Regions from separate parts of the Mus musculus genome. Here all the other regions are linked to region 2. A link is a contact called in public Hi-C and promoter capture Hi-C data. All regions are on one chromosome and are shown on one strand. The core of a region is the stretch at or near the end of the contact, and the rest is flanking DNA. Distances in the headings are between cores, read along the strand shown. Region 1 holds the start of Gclm (glutamate-cysteine ligase, modifier subunit). Region 2 holds the start of Bcar3 (breast cancer anti-estrogen resistance 3). Region 3 has its middle 5.6 kb from the start of Gm43568.

The links. Promoter capture Hi-C pulls out the DNA fragments that hold promoters and counts their contacts. Hi-C and Micro-C count contacts between places; a contact is called where the count stands out from the background.
Region 1: a promoter capture Hi-C map of neutrophils shows a contact between it and region 2, with 2.7 times the contacts expected there. The contact joins the promoter of Gclm here to the promoter of Bcar3 in region 2. A contact is called at or near these places in 4 of 39 promoter capture datasets (3T3-L1-derived adipocytes, liver, neutrophils and 1 more), 5 of 484 Hi-C or Micro-C datasets (embryonic stem cells, liver and uterus), 2 of 115 datasets of contacts at active chromatin or transcription factors (bone marrow-derived macrophages and embryonic stem cells) and 3 of 9 other capture datasets (adipose tissue, liver and pancreatic islet).
Region 3: a Hi-C map of nephron progenitors shows a contact between it and region 2, with 4 times the contacts expected there. The contact joins the enhancer-like site here to the promoter of Bcar3 in region 2. A contact is called at or near these places in 1 of 39 promoter capture datasets (embryonic stem cells), 1 of 15 datasets of contacts at CTCF or cohesin (the NIH/3T3 cell line), 10 of 484 Hi-C or Micro-C datasets (the C2C12 cell line, LSK cells, cerebral cortex and 4 more) and 7 of 115 datasets of contacts at active chromatin or transcription factors (the 230-238 cell line, astrocytes, embryonic stem cells and 3 more).

Annotation. Positions count from the first base shown.
Region 1 is chr3:122,243,587-122,248,167 of GRCm38.p6, forward strand. It overlaps Gclm (glutamate-cysteine ligase, modifier subunit), which reads left to right and starts at 1,971. Exons shown (of 7, transcript NM_008129.4): 1 at 1,971-2,525. The coding sequence starts at 2,400. Gm46822 (a long non-coding RNA gene) reads right to left here and starts at 786. Exons shown (of 6, transcript XR_001783970.1): 1 at 285-786; 2 at 47-180.
Region 2 is chr3:122,417,824-122,422,445 of GRCm38.p6, forward strand. It overlaps Bcar3 (breast cancer anti-estrogen resistance 3), which reads left to right and starts at 1,934. Exons shown (of 12, transcript NM_013867.3): 1 at 1,934-2,360.
Region 3 is chr3:122,633,203-122,637,423 of GRCm38.p6, forward strand. It overlaps the pseudogene Gm5981. Among named protein-coding and RNA genes, the nearest start is that of Gm43568, 5.6 kb to the left of the region's middle. Within about 2 kb of position 2,244, at least 37 of the 459 cell types and tissues checked have an H3K27ac peak or open chromatin away from gene starts, as enhancers often do. A contact at or near this core is called in nephron progenitors, where this site is marked.

The sequences.
Region 1 (4,581 bases), core at 721-3,220, 170 kb before region 2:
AGGCACCTCCCCCCCCCCCCTCCCCGAGACAAAAGAGCAGACTCACAATGACTTTGCAGCCAAGTTCTTCTGGCTTGTATCCCTTTCTTCTGCAGCCAAAGGAAATGTAGATTACTTTTCTCTTCACCAAGAAACCATGGAGTTACAGCAACAGTATTATTAAGTAAAATATGCAAGGCACTGAAAGCATATAAATCATGCACAGACACATTAAAGAATTTAAATCACCTGTAATATGAACCAGTAAAGAGTTTAAAATACAGCGCTTAGGTTCCTCCGCCCACCTGTCCGTTGGTTGTTTTAAAGTAGGTATTTGCATTCCACAGCCCAGGCTAACACTGGGTTCCTGATCCTCCCTCCGAGGATCCTGCCTCAGCCTGCCGAGTGGAGGAATTGTAGGCGCGTGCTACCACGTGTGGTCTCAAAGGGTCTACAAATGTACATCTCAGAAACAACGTGAAGTCCTCCGTGCACTCCTGAGTGTGCCAGCCTGTGATAGTCAGGTTATAACAGGAGAGAGTAGAATACAACAACAATTTTGAGGGCTAGGGATGCCCACTGTCAGAACGCATGTGTAAGCCTTCGACCCCAGCACCATAAATAGTAGTTCTCACTTACTGAACATTTATTATAAGCCAAGTACTGAACTAAGGACTCACCATACCTTCTCTTAGTAACTCATCACAACTACCTACCCAACGGCAGATCTGATGTCCTGTGGCCTCCAGGGGCCCTGAACGGTGCCCATAAACTCATGGAAGAAAACACACATACACACAAATAAACAATATTTTTGTATGTTTGTTTTGAGACAGAGTCTCTCTACCTAGCTCTGGCTGTCCTGGGACTCTCTATGTAGACCAGGCTGGCCATGAATTCACAGATTCACCTGCCTCTGCCTCCCAAGTGCTGGGATTAAAGGCGTGTGCCACCACCACCCGGCGACCACTAAGTTTTAACCAAATATTTACATGGACTTTTAAGAGAATATAATCAAAAGTCTAACAATGACCATAAAAAATTCATCAGAAGAATCAATTGTTTATATTTAAGTAAGGCCATGTGAGGGGCTGCTCCTGGGAAACCTCTTCTCCATGGATTCTTGCTCATTGGATGTGCACAAAGATGTACCCAACACCAGCCTCACTTTTTCTGGAACGATCTTCCAGCCTTTCCTATTTCTTAGTAGTTTACCAACTCAGATTCATGTTTCTTTTGAAAAGATTTTGCCGCCTTATAATGAAAATCTCACCTGGCTCTAACATACCTGACTGGTTTGTTAAAAAGTTTGTTTCCTGGGTAAAACTTTAATAAACGGTCAGTTTGCTATTATACCCAGCCATCTCCAGTGGGAATGGGGAAGAATCACGAACAACTTGTAAAAGTGTGAATCATAAAACGTTCTCTGTTACCATCTGTTCCTTATGCTTAACTGACCTGGAAACTAACTGCCCCGTGGTATTTTTATTGTTTAATGTTTCATGGGCTGAGGCCTTTCTCTCGAAGGATTAGGCTTCTGAAAGGGGAAAATTAAAGTTGTACTCTCTGGTTTCATACAGCACCAGCAAATAGGTAAATCAACACGCTGGAAGAAGAATGATCAGTTTGGGGGAAAGACTCTTGGGCAAAGCAAAGCAAAAGGAAAAAATAAAAATAAATTTAAAAAACAGAGCGGGGCGCGGGCAATGAGACACTCGCGCCATCGCATCAGCTCCTTAGACACAGAAGCAGGCACGCTCTCAAGGCCTGGGAGGATGGACCTCCGGCGGTCCTCTCGAAGAGGGCGTGTCCAGGGCCGCAGCGCGGGCGGCCATTGGCTGAGCGGCGCTCCCGGGCGCACCGTCAACTCTCACGAGGCGCTGGCGGCGTAGGCCGCGCGCCGCGCTCTGGCCGGCAGGGGGCGCACGTCCGCGCGCTGTTCTCCCCCGCGGCGCCGCCCGCTCCCGGCCGCCCGGCGCCACGCCCGCCGCAGGCCGAGGGCCAGTCACCCGCGGGCCTGCGCCCCGCCCCTGGCCCGCCGCGGGACGAGTAACGGTTACGAAGCACTTTCTCGGGTGAGGTTTCTGCTTAGTCATTGTCTTCCAGGAAACAGCTCCCTCGTTTCAGCGGCGGCGGCGGTGGCGGCCGCAGAAGCCGCAGCGACCGTCCGCGCCGGCGCCTCCCTCCCTTCCTTCCCTCCCTCCGGGACCGCCTCTCCGTCGCCGCCCGGCCTCCTCGGGCCCGAGCGCACACCGGGCTGTGGCCGCGCGGAGTCGGCAGCCTCGCGCTCTCCTCTGGGGCCTGGGGCACCGCCGCGCCCTGCGAGGCAGCCGTCTGCCCACTCGCCCGCCCGCCTGCCCGCCCGCTCGCCATCTCTCCGCGGCTCCGGCGCTACCCGGTCCCCTCCGGCGGCAGCTGCCATGGGCACCGACAGCCGCGCGGCCGGGGCGCTCCTGGCGCGGGCCAGCACCCTGCACCTGCAGACCGGGAACCTGCTCAACTGGGGCCGCCTGCGAAAAAAGTGCCCGTCCACGCACAGCGAGGAGGTGAGCACGGTGGGGGCCGAGGGTCTCCTCGAAGTGGGGACAAGCAGGGCTCTCCGGAGCTCGACCCGCTTCGGAGGTACCGAAGTGAGCTGGGTACTATCCCGGCTTGGCAGGTGCCACTGCGGGGCGAGGGGCGCCTCCGCCGGTCGGAGTTGATCGCACAACTCTTGAGGGCCACCGGGTCCCCTGTCTGGCTGGACAGAGCCACTGCAGCCCCGCGTCTTCATCTTCCGTCCCTCTCCCTTAGCCAAGGTAAAGGAAAGATAAAGGTTTAGTGTTTGGTAGATGGACTAACAATAGGTTTAACTTTGATATTGTTGACATTGCTTTCTCTATTGTACTGAATTTGGATTTGGGACAAATAACTTACTGGATGTTAACATTGTATTTGCTTCAAAACCATTAAAGAGGGGCAGGTGGTACACGCCTTTAATCCCGGCCCCTAGGGAGGCAATAGCAGTAGGATCTCTGAGTTCGAGGTCAGCCTGGTTTGTATATTGAACTCCAGGACAGCTAGGGCTACCCAGTGTCAGCCCCAACCCCCACGCCCCCAAAAAACCTAATGTGTAGTTGGAAGTGACAGATTAATCTAGAATTAAAATGTGTTATATTTGTGTTAATGGCCCATTCCTGAGCCAGTGGTTCTCCATGGACCGTGCAACTCATTGCAGAGGCGTATTGATAATATGGAACATGTATACTACTTAAAACAACAAAACAAGACAGATGTGCAATTATGTGTGGGGAGTAATAAGCTGGGTATGGTGGTGGGCTCTTCTAATACGCAGCCTCAGTGGGCTAAGGCAATAGAATGTAGAATTCGAGGCCAGCCTGGGCTACCATGTGATGAGGTCCTGGCTCAAAAAATAAATAAGATAAATGGAAACATTTTAAAAAAGAAACAGTTACACCTAGGAGCTATTTGACTTTGAGACTGTTTTCCCGGCTATAACTTTAACCTTGAGTAATATTCTCTCATCAAGTAGTTGTGGTAAGGAAAAGATGGGGTATGAAAATACTCTGCACACAACATGCTTGTTATCAACTGGATCATCAGAAAGGTAAACAAATCCTGGTTAAAGGCTACATTTCCTAAGTTAGGTCATATTGTAAGGTCGGTCTCAGTGGTCAGAGACAGACGGGCTTCTGCTCTTTTAGTGAGGCAGGCTCTACAAGAGCGCCTGGACTCCTTCGTTGTAAGTTGAGAGCCTTCACTGGTCAGATTGGGGAACCAGCTCCCTAGCCCAGCCTGTGCTCAGCTTCCAGCTGAGTTGGGCCGCTGTTTGAACTGCCCACTTGGCCTGTTTCTCTCAAAGGTGTCTCTGCATCTTGGCTTAGAGCCGTAGCTCCTCCCGGCACTGGGTTCAGTGTACCCTTTGCACCTTATCTCTCCACAACACACTGCAGTAGCTTGCAACGTTTGTTTGTTTTTAATGTTCTTATTCTTTGAGAATTTCAGTGCATTTTTCAACCATCATCATCAGAGAAGCGGTCAATGTTTTTTGACGGAAAATATTGCATTTTTTCATTCAGTTCACACGCTTCTGTTTCTCTTGTGTGTGTGTTTCAACATATTAGAAACAGGCTGCATAGAAAGGATATTACTAACCCTTGCATACTATGTGGGAGATGTTTTTTCTATCCTGTTGCACTTTGTAAACAATTGACTTTTTAAGCTGGGTATGGTGGCCAGGCCTTTGATCCCAGCACTCAGGAGGAGGGTCTCTGATACAGGGAGGGGTGTGTTCTGTCTGCTCTTAGAGACTTCTCTTCTGTGTGTGAGCTCAGAGGCCAGAGGTTGATGTCTGATATTTTCCTTTAGATAGGGTGCCTCACTGAACCCAGAGCTCAGGGATTGGCTAGACTAGCCTGTGTGTCTGTTCCCTCAGGCCCAGTACTGCCTACTGCCTCCTACCACTGTGCCTGGCTTTTCTCTGGGTGCTGGGATCTGAGTTCAGGTCCTCGCGCTTGTCTGACAAGCACTTCATCCCCTGGGCCGTATCCTCGGCCCGCAGAAAGAATTTTCTAACAACCAGAGATCAAAGTGGGATGTGCT
Region 2 (4,622 bases), core at 684-3,183:
CAGTGACATCGGTGAAGGGTTAAGCGGGGTTATTGTGAAGGTAATACGCACCCGAGCACAGGTCAGGGCTCTGCTTTTAAAGTTTGTAGTTGTATTTATTCTGTTGGAGTTCTCTGGGCTCCAAGGGTCAGGGTGTTCCTTTCTTAGTTCAGATCCAGGACATTTCCTTCCCCTGCCTCTTTCTCTGCTCTTCCCAGGATGCCCAAGATGCAAATATAATGGTTCATCGATGGTGCTGCATCAACGGATAGACTTTCCTTTTTCTTTCTGTCTTTCTTTCTTTTTTTCAAAAACACAAAGTTCCTCAAATTTACTGTTTTGTTTTTGTCTTTGTTTTTCTTTTTGTTTTTTTAATACTTTGTTGTTAAAGCTGTCTGTGGATGTTTTTACTTTGGCCATTCTGTAGCTGCAGAGTCTTTTGATTCGTTTAAAGACATATCCTGTTTGCTTTCCTTGGCCCATCCAGTTGCCTGTCTGTGGTGGTTAATTTTGTCAGTCTGAACACTCTAGAACAGTGGCTGGTTCTCCCGCTTTAACACAGTGGCTGTGGTGACCCCCTCCCCCCAGCCATAAAATTGTTTTTGTTGCTACTTCATAACTGTAATGTTGCTGCTGTTATGAATCATGATGCAAATACCTGGTATTTACATCATATCTGTATATATAGGATATCTGATATGTGACCTCTGTGAAAGAGTCTTTAGGCCCCCTCACCCCCACCCCCCAAGGGGGTTGTAACCCACTTACCTGCCGGGGGCATGGTGGCACATGCCTTTAATCCCAGCACTCGGGAGGCAGAGGCAGGAGGATTTCTGAGTTCAAGAACAGCCTGGTCTACAAAGTGAGCTCCAGGACAGCCAGGGCTACAAGAGAAACCCTGTCTTGAAAAACCAAAAAAAAAAAAAAAAAAAAAAGCCACTGACCTAGAGTCCCCTGGGAAGAGGGAACCTATCACCTCCATCGGATTGGCCTGTGGGCATGTGGGCATGTGGGAGAGGTATTTTCTTGATTAACGTTTGATGTGGGAAGGCTCGACCCACTGTGGGTGGTGCCAGCCCTGGGCAGGTGGGCCCGGATTGCATAAAGAAGCTGAGGAAACCTTGGAGAGCAAGCCAGTGAGCTCTGTCCCTTCACTGCCTCTGCTTGAGTTCCTGCCTTGGCTTCGCCCAATGATGCCTTGTAACAAACAAACACTTCTGAAGCTGCTCTCGATCATAGCGTTCATCTCAGCAACAGAGAAGCAAAGCAGGACACTGTGTAAATAAAAATACCTGGGCTGTTCCCTGTGGAGCCTTCTGTCTTATCCATCTGATCCGAAGGTGTTCCTTACATAGTTTCTATACATTTCCTTTATCGGCTGCATGAATTGCGTAGAGGAGCTCTTAATGACAATTACGTTAACAAGCGGGTTTCCTTTGGCGTTAGTGCTTCGTGTATTTAATTAAGGAATCTTTACAGCCCTTTTTTTTTATTGTTTGTTGTTTGGTTTTGCTTTTGGTTTCTGTTTGATAATTTCTTTAGTGTTACCGTTTTACCTTTTATATGTAGATCTGAAGTCCTCAGGATTTGATTTGGGGTGTGGGGTGGGGTGGGCATCATGATTCTATGACCTGGTATCATATATTGAACTGTGTGCTGTACTCCCACCGTTACCACAGCAATCTTTGGCATAAACCAAGCCACCAGATAGTGCAGAGATGACTTTATAACTAGGTTTTGATAAACAGCATATGTAGGTTCACGAAGCCATCTAGTTCTGCGTGCACGTGTGAGAGTGATTGATTTGCCTGTTCCCGGCTCGCTCGCTGTGGTTACCTTGGTCTTTGTCCCATGAAAGCCTTTTAAATTGAAAGCCAGCCAGGTGTCTGCAGAGCGGGCGGATCTGCTGCGTAATTAAATAACGCCGGGAAGGGGGAGGAGTGGATTAGGCGAGGCTGTCCGGTTGAGTGAGGTTCAGTAAGGAAGAGGTTGAGCTACACTTGAAGTCTAGCTTCTCGGGGGAAGATAAGGGGGAGTCAAAACTCTCAAATCCGGGCGGAGGAGAGCCAGACGAGGTCACCGAATGTAAAAGTCGCCGGGGTTCGGCTCAGCCCGGCGAATCGGCTGGGCGGGGTGGGGCCGCGAAGCCGCAAATCACCAGTTGAGGGCCAGAGAGCGCGCTGCCGGCTCAGAGCTGAGCCTGCAGCCGCCCGGCCAGGCAGCAGCCGGAGCGGGACAGCCGTGCACACCCGCCAGCCGCACCAGCCTCTTGGCGGACGCCCGCGGACCATGAGCCGCCCGAGCTCCGAGAGCAGCTGCGGTGAGGTGAGAGCAGCCCGGCGCTGAACCGCAATCCCGGACTCCGAACGCGGCGCGGGGAGGTGAGTGTGTCCCGTGCGTTCCTGTTCAGCCTCCTGAGCTCCCTCGGTCGGACTGAAACAGGACTGAGAAGTTCTTTAGAGTAAAGTTAGGCATGGGGAAGAGCGCAACCCCCGTCTGTTTGTACCCCCGAGCCCCCGCAAACTAGACATGGGAGTGGGAGTGGGGGTGACCAAAGTGTGTGTGGCGGGGGAGGGAGGGTGAGACTTGTGCCCTCGGGGGTCCTCGGATCCCGGGACTCTCGGGAGTGGAGCGTGGTGATGTGCCTCGAGCATCCCCATCTACTCTTGGGCTCCGGGGCGGAATCTTCCCGGGTGCTGGTTTCTGGACCCCTCCGAACCCTCCTGCTAGTCCAGTTCGGTTTTGCCCAAGGCCGCTCTAAGCTGGGTAGACGAGCTGGCCCAGACGCCTCTGCTGGAAGCCCGAGGCTTTCCTCCACTAATCTCTTGGGAAGTTTGCAAAGAAAGTGAAGGAGCCTGCCCAGTAACTGTTGACAACATCTCCCTCCCCTCGCCTTCCCTTTGTTGAGAAAGAATGAATAGTTGGTTGTGTGCTTCCCCCTGAGTCGGAGAGGGGAAAGCAAAAGGAGGGAGGGACGGGTCGCAGCCCATCTTCCTTTACTCGCTTAGCCTGTGGCCACTTAAAAACTTTAATCAGGTGTAGACTCTTTTTGAAGGGCAGGTGGCAAAGGCAGCGAGCCGGTGATGTGGGGCAGCGCGTCACAGGACTAAGGTTTAACGGTTGTTTGAGGCAAGGTGAAAGGGGGAGTAGCCCGAGTCTAGTTTTTTTTTTTTTTTTCAGTTTTTGTTTTTGTGTTTTGTTTTTCCCTACAGCAGTTAGGGATGGAAAGTAGAGCCCGGAGTTCAGAGAGTCTTTTAAACCTTGACTCTTATCTCCCAAGGTTCCACAGACCTCTCTATGGCAAGTACGTTGGCCCAGGGAAGGTCAGTTTGGAAGCTGATTATCTAATTCTGTGTGGTCCCCCCGCTTCCCCGGGGGGAGGCGAGATCCTGAAGGGGGCTTCGTCACTCTTCGGGAGGCCCACTGGCTAAGCCGTTTGCCCACCCGCGAGTGTGCCAGGAAGCCTCCCCAGTATAAAGAAAACAGTTTACCACGCCAAACACCAACTCACTCACAAGTGCTGTTCAAAAGATCTCAGTTCCTATTGATAAAGGACTGCTTTGTCAGATGGGTACTACTCTTAAGAACCTTACCCGGGCAATCCTTCACTTTATTGCTTGAAATACAATCCGTGGAAGAATTATTCATACTTCAATCGGTTGGCTAGACTTCATAAGGTTACTTCAAAAGGACACCCTAGGTCCCTAAAGCCAAGCACAAGTTCTAAGTGGATAAGCCAATTTTATCTGTGGAATAGTTTCCTCTGCCCTCACTGTCTGATTTTGCAAAGAAGATGAGAGAAGTATAGGTTTGAATTGCAAATTCTCTGTCATGGCCTAGGTGAGGGCAGCTGGGGTAGTGGCATTTCCAGTTTGAAATATACAAGTTCTTAAGGCCCTTCCTTAGATTACCATGTGTGAATGTAACTTGAAAATATCCCATTTCAGAAAACAGAGACAACTCGAAGCAAGTGGGGCAGTCTACCTCCGCCTCCGCTTGCAAGGTCGTCAGGTTTTGTAGTATTGTTTTGGTCATCTTTGTAGAACAAGTGAGTTGGACAGAGGTCATAAACTTTTCAAATGCTCAGCGGTTAACTAGGAAGGCAGGCAGGCGGCAAGGCTGCTGGAGTTTGTCATGAGGTTCACTCACACTCTCCGAGTTCCAGACTCTCAAACTTTCCTATCACTGGATCGTCTGACCTTTGTATCTATTTCAGGATCTGACAGTAGAGGAGGATGGTCAAAGTTTTCACTGGTGTTTGTTTGAAAGCATGGCGGTTCACTTGGAGTCTATGCCCTTTTGTGTCTTTGTCCTCTGCGCTTGGTGTGTTTATATCTGTTGTAGGTTGAAACATCTCCCTCCTCAGCCTCCCTAGCTTCCAAGGTTCTTTTTTTTATGTGAACTCCCACTTCAGTGGGGACACAGTAAACAATCTAGGCAGCCTTGGCTCCTGCACGGTTGGAGGAGATACTATTGCTTGCTGTGCAAGCAAGTCATGAACTTCATGCCTATGATCACATTTAATTTCCACAACAATCCATGAAGACAGGATCGTTGACACCTTTCACGAATGACCCACTGACTGTCAGAGTGTGCTGTGACGTGTCCCAGACCTCATAGCTACCACGCCAGAGGCAGGGTAG
Region 3 (4,221 bases), core at 994-3,493, 220 kb after region 2:
CTCGAAGGAGATGCGGCCCGAGGGCTCATCATCGGCCGCGATGTCGAAGAACGAACATGGTAGGGTAGACCATGGCTGCAGCAAGCGGTGAAAAGTGGTCCCATATAACTGCCCTGGTTGGGATAAAAGAGAATGTTCTTGGGGGTGGGGGTGGGGTGGGGAGTGGCAGGGGGGTATCACTCCTCATCCACAATTTCCAAACTTAATTAGGGTTTTTGGCTGGGGCACCAGCTTAGGACCTTGAACACAGCAGGGAACTCTGCCACTGGGTTGTGTTCCCAGCCACTTCAGCTGAGATTCTAATTCCCATTTCAAAACCACTGTAACTCAGATCTCAGATATTTCTGAGGGAGTTGGTCTTCTCATTTATTTTATGTCACCTAGGTGGTCTCTAATACAAGGCATTCTAGTGAATGTTGGTTGGAATAAATTCCTGTGCAAGGCTCTCAAATTTAGCAGCTAAAAAGCCACAGAACTACCACTTGAATTCAAAGCTCAGAAATTGAAAGTGTTGCACAGAATGGATTTAAACAATTATGTACCAACTAATGATGGAGACACACCCTGAGAAATGTCTTATTGCATCGAAGTGCATTTATCCCAAGATGTCTACTAGCTGAAATCTTATACACCACCAACATAAACACAACCTGTGGTTCCCCACGACACTAGCATGTGCCCTAGGACTAGACTAAAATATCAGTTGTTATCTGAAATTCAAATTTAATAAAGAATCCTGATTTTTATCTGGAAATAACAAATACTTTATGCATTAAACCCCAGGGCTGAGGGCTTTGGAGTAGATTTATCTACACCAGGGATTTTGGACAGTTAATGGATCCTTGAAGTAGTTTGTAAACGGCGCTCGCTCCTTTGTTCGTTGTTTGAGACAGGGTTCCTTGTAACACAGGCGGCCTCACACCCACTCCATAGGGAACGACGATTTTAAACTCCTGATTATCCTGCTCCTGCCTCCCAAGTCCCAGAATTACAGACATGCACCAACAAGCCTGGCTTATAAAATATTTTTAATAGATGTGTCTGTCGTGCTTTTCCTGGGGAACAGAGGGGAGGCCTTTATTACTGATTCCTAATAAAGATTTAGAAATCTCTTGGAGAACTTTAATGAATTAAAAAAAAAAAATCTGACAAGGTTCAGAACAGTGAGTAAGGACGCTTTCACTTTTGTCTGGAAGAGGAGCTTGGGTGTGTGGCCACGCATATCTGTAGTCCAGCACCTAGAGAGTGAAGTAGCCTTACTATTCTCAGGTCAGAGACAGCCCCCGTGCAGAGTGAGTTCGAACCTAGCCTGAACTACAAGAGTGAAAGACCCTGTCTCAAAACTCCAAAAAAACCCCAAACCAAACCAACCAACCAAACAAACAAACAAGAAAGAATGAAAGAAAGAAAGGAAGGGAGGAAGAAAAAGGGAAGGGAAAAGGAGGGGAGGGGAGGGGAGGGGAGGGAAGGGAAAGGAAAGGAAAGGAAAGGAAAGGAAAGGAAAGGAAAGGAAAGGAAAGGAAAGGAAAGGAAAGGAAAGGAAAGGAAAAAGAAAAAAATAGGCCCTTAAAGACCACATAACAGAATGCTTTTGGAAGGGATGCACAGAAAACAGGGACGGAGGGATGAAGAGATTGAGCCGATCTTCCTGCCCTCTGCTACTCTTTTGTGCTAGCTGATTTTTCTCACAAGGTTCACGTTTTGTTTACTTAAAAGAGTTTGCAACTACAAAACAACAGTAATGAACCCTAGCAGTATCCAGGCCTCCCCCAGGGGCCCAGGGTGTCAGCATTTCTAATTCTTTAGTGTGTTGTGTTTAAACGTTAAGAGTACACACAGTTCCCAGGGGCATTTACCCAAACAAACAAACAAACAAACACAAATGCATACAACTTTCACTCAATACACACTATCCCTTGAGTCTCCCAGGAAAAGAGTCAAAAAGTAAACTGACTCTTTTCAGGCTGGGGCAGGGATGCTCTGTTTGGAACTTAAAACAGTCAAAGCACTCAGTGGTCAGCAGTGGGCAAGACCGGAAGTTCCTAAGGGGTTCAGTTGCAATTGCAGGCTCAGAACAGCAGACTCTTAATTAATGTTCTTGGCCACCAGAGCACGGCAAGAGGTAATTGAGCCTTTATTTATACCCCTAATAAGCGAGCTGCCTTTTCTCTGCTTGCACTGGGCAGGGCCAAGAATAACAACAGCCGGATGTCCTGCCACTCCTGGAGACTTCCCGTGTTCTGGCGACCTAAGAATCTGCCCAGCTTCAAGGTGACACGCCACCTGCTCTCACTGCTGCTTATTAACTCGCACATGCCATTTGGCTTTCTAAGATTCCTCGACGGGAAAGCCAGCTAGCGTGGCTTGAACAGCCCCGACCGGGATCATTGTTCTGGAGTTCACTGCAGAAAGGGTGTCTCTTTACTGGGACCTTTTTCCATCTCAGCAAAACTGGCAGCCAAGCGGTTCTTTGTAGGCAAACATGCAATCCGAGGAAACAAAACAAAACAAAGAACCTGTTTATGTGGACTGAAGAGGAGGCTCAATGGTTAAAAGCACTTACTGCACCTATAGAGGCCCTGAGTTTGATTCTCATACTCACACCAGGCAGCTCACAAACGACCTGTAACTCCCTCCCTCTCTCTCCAGTCTCTCTAACCTCCACAGGTACTCACATGCAGAAACCCACACAGTCACAGACACGCATACATATAATTAAGAATAAATAAATTAATAAAAAAATTTTTTTGCATACAGATTGTAAATAAATAAAAAAATTTGTGCACATAGATTGTTAAAGAGAAATCTGTTTATTACCTTTTCTTAGTGTTCTGGTTTGCCTGATGCGTCCAGAGGGAAGAAATGGCACAGATCACACGATGCAGTGCATTTGATTATATTCACAAAGCCAACTTGGACACTGCGAGGAGCCCATGCCCTAGAGATGCAGTGAATTTCTTTTGACAGCAATTCTGGGGTTCTTCGGTTTTTAAACTGGGCAATCTCTAGAGGCCATTGCTAAGTGTTTCGTGTATTCTTTGGGAGGTAGTGCTCTAATTCTCCCTCAGTAATCCTGAACTAGAGTCTAACTAGAGAATTCTTAAGATGGCGTTGGGGGTGTTGTTTGACCTGCTCGGGTTTGCTTTAGATGTGTCTGTGGTTTAGTGAGAGTTTAGTTAGATGTTTCAGGCTGGCTCAGAACTCAGAATTTTCCCATCTCAGCCTCCTGAATGCTTAGATTAAGGTGTGCCCTACTACATCAGACAAGCTATATATATGTGCATGTATATGTATATTTATATATAGTGTATATATCTACCATATATATATTAATTTGTGTATACAGATGTTCTGCCTACATGTCTGTTTCTTCACCATGTATGTGTCTGTCAAGGCCAGAAGAGGGTGTCAGATCCCCTGGAACTGGAGTTATAGCTAGCTGTGAGTTGTGAGCTGCTGAGTGGCTGTCAGGAATACACATGCATACACATATGAGTCTATGTGAACACATATATGCTGATGTTGGGTCCAGAGGTTGACATCAGGTGTGTTCCCTATCACTGTCCATGTTACTTTTTAAAATTAACTAATTTGTGTGTATGAGTATTTTGCATGTAAATATGTCTGGGCGCCCTATGGGCTACTCCCCTCTCCTCACGGTAGGAAAGGATGGTCGTCAGCCAAACATGAATCCTGTTTCCACACATTTAATAGTAAGATCCACAGTTTAAATTTCTATTAATTAATTAGGGTGTTTATTAATTTATTGTGTGTGTTGTGTGGCATATGCATGTCACAACATGCAATTCCAAGGACAACTGTTGGAGTTAGGAGTTGGAGTTAGGCTATCAGGCATGGTAGCAGGCATCTTTAGCTGCTGAGTCATCTTTTGCTGGCTCGGTATTTGTAGTTGCAAATGCCTAGCTGTGGGCAGGTGACATGGCTCAGGGAATTAAAGGTGCTTGCTGCCAAGCCATGAACTTAAGTTCACTCTCTGGTGCCAGCAGGTGGAAGGAGAGAACCGGCTCCCACAAGTTGTCTTTGGGCTTCCACAGATGTGCCATGGTACACACCTGTCACAATAAATACTAAAATTAAAAGCCAAATTATCTGACTTTAAAACAAGAGGTATCATACCCTAAAATTATTTCTGAACTTTATAACTTAATTTCCTTCAATGTAGGCTAATGTGTTTCCTGTTTCTTGAGAGTCTTGGGTATG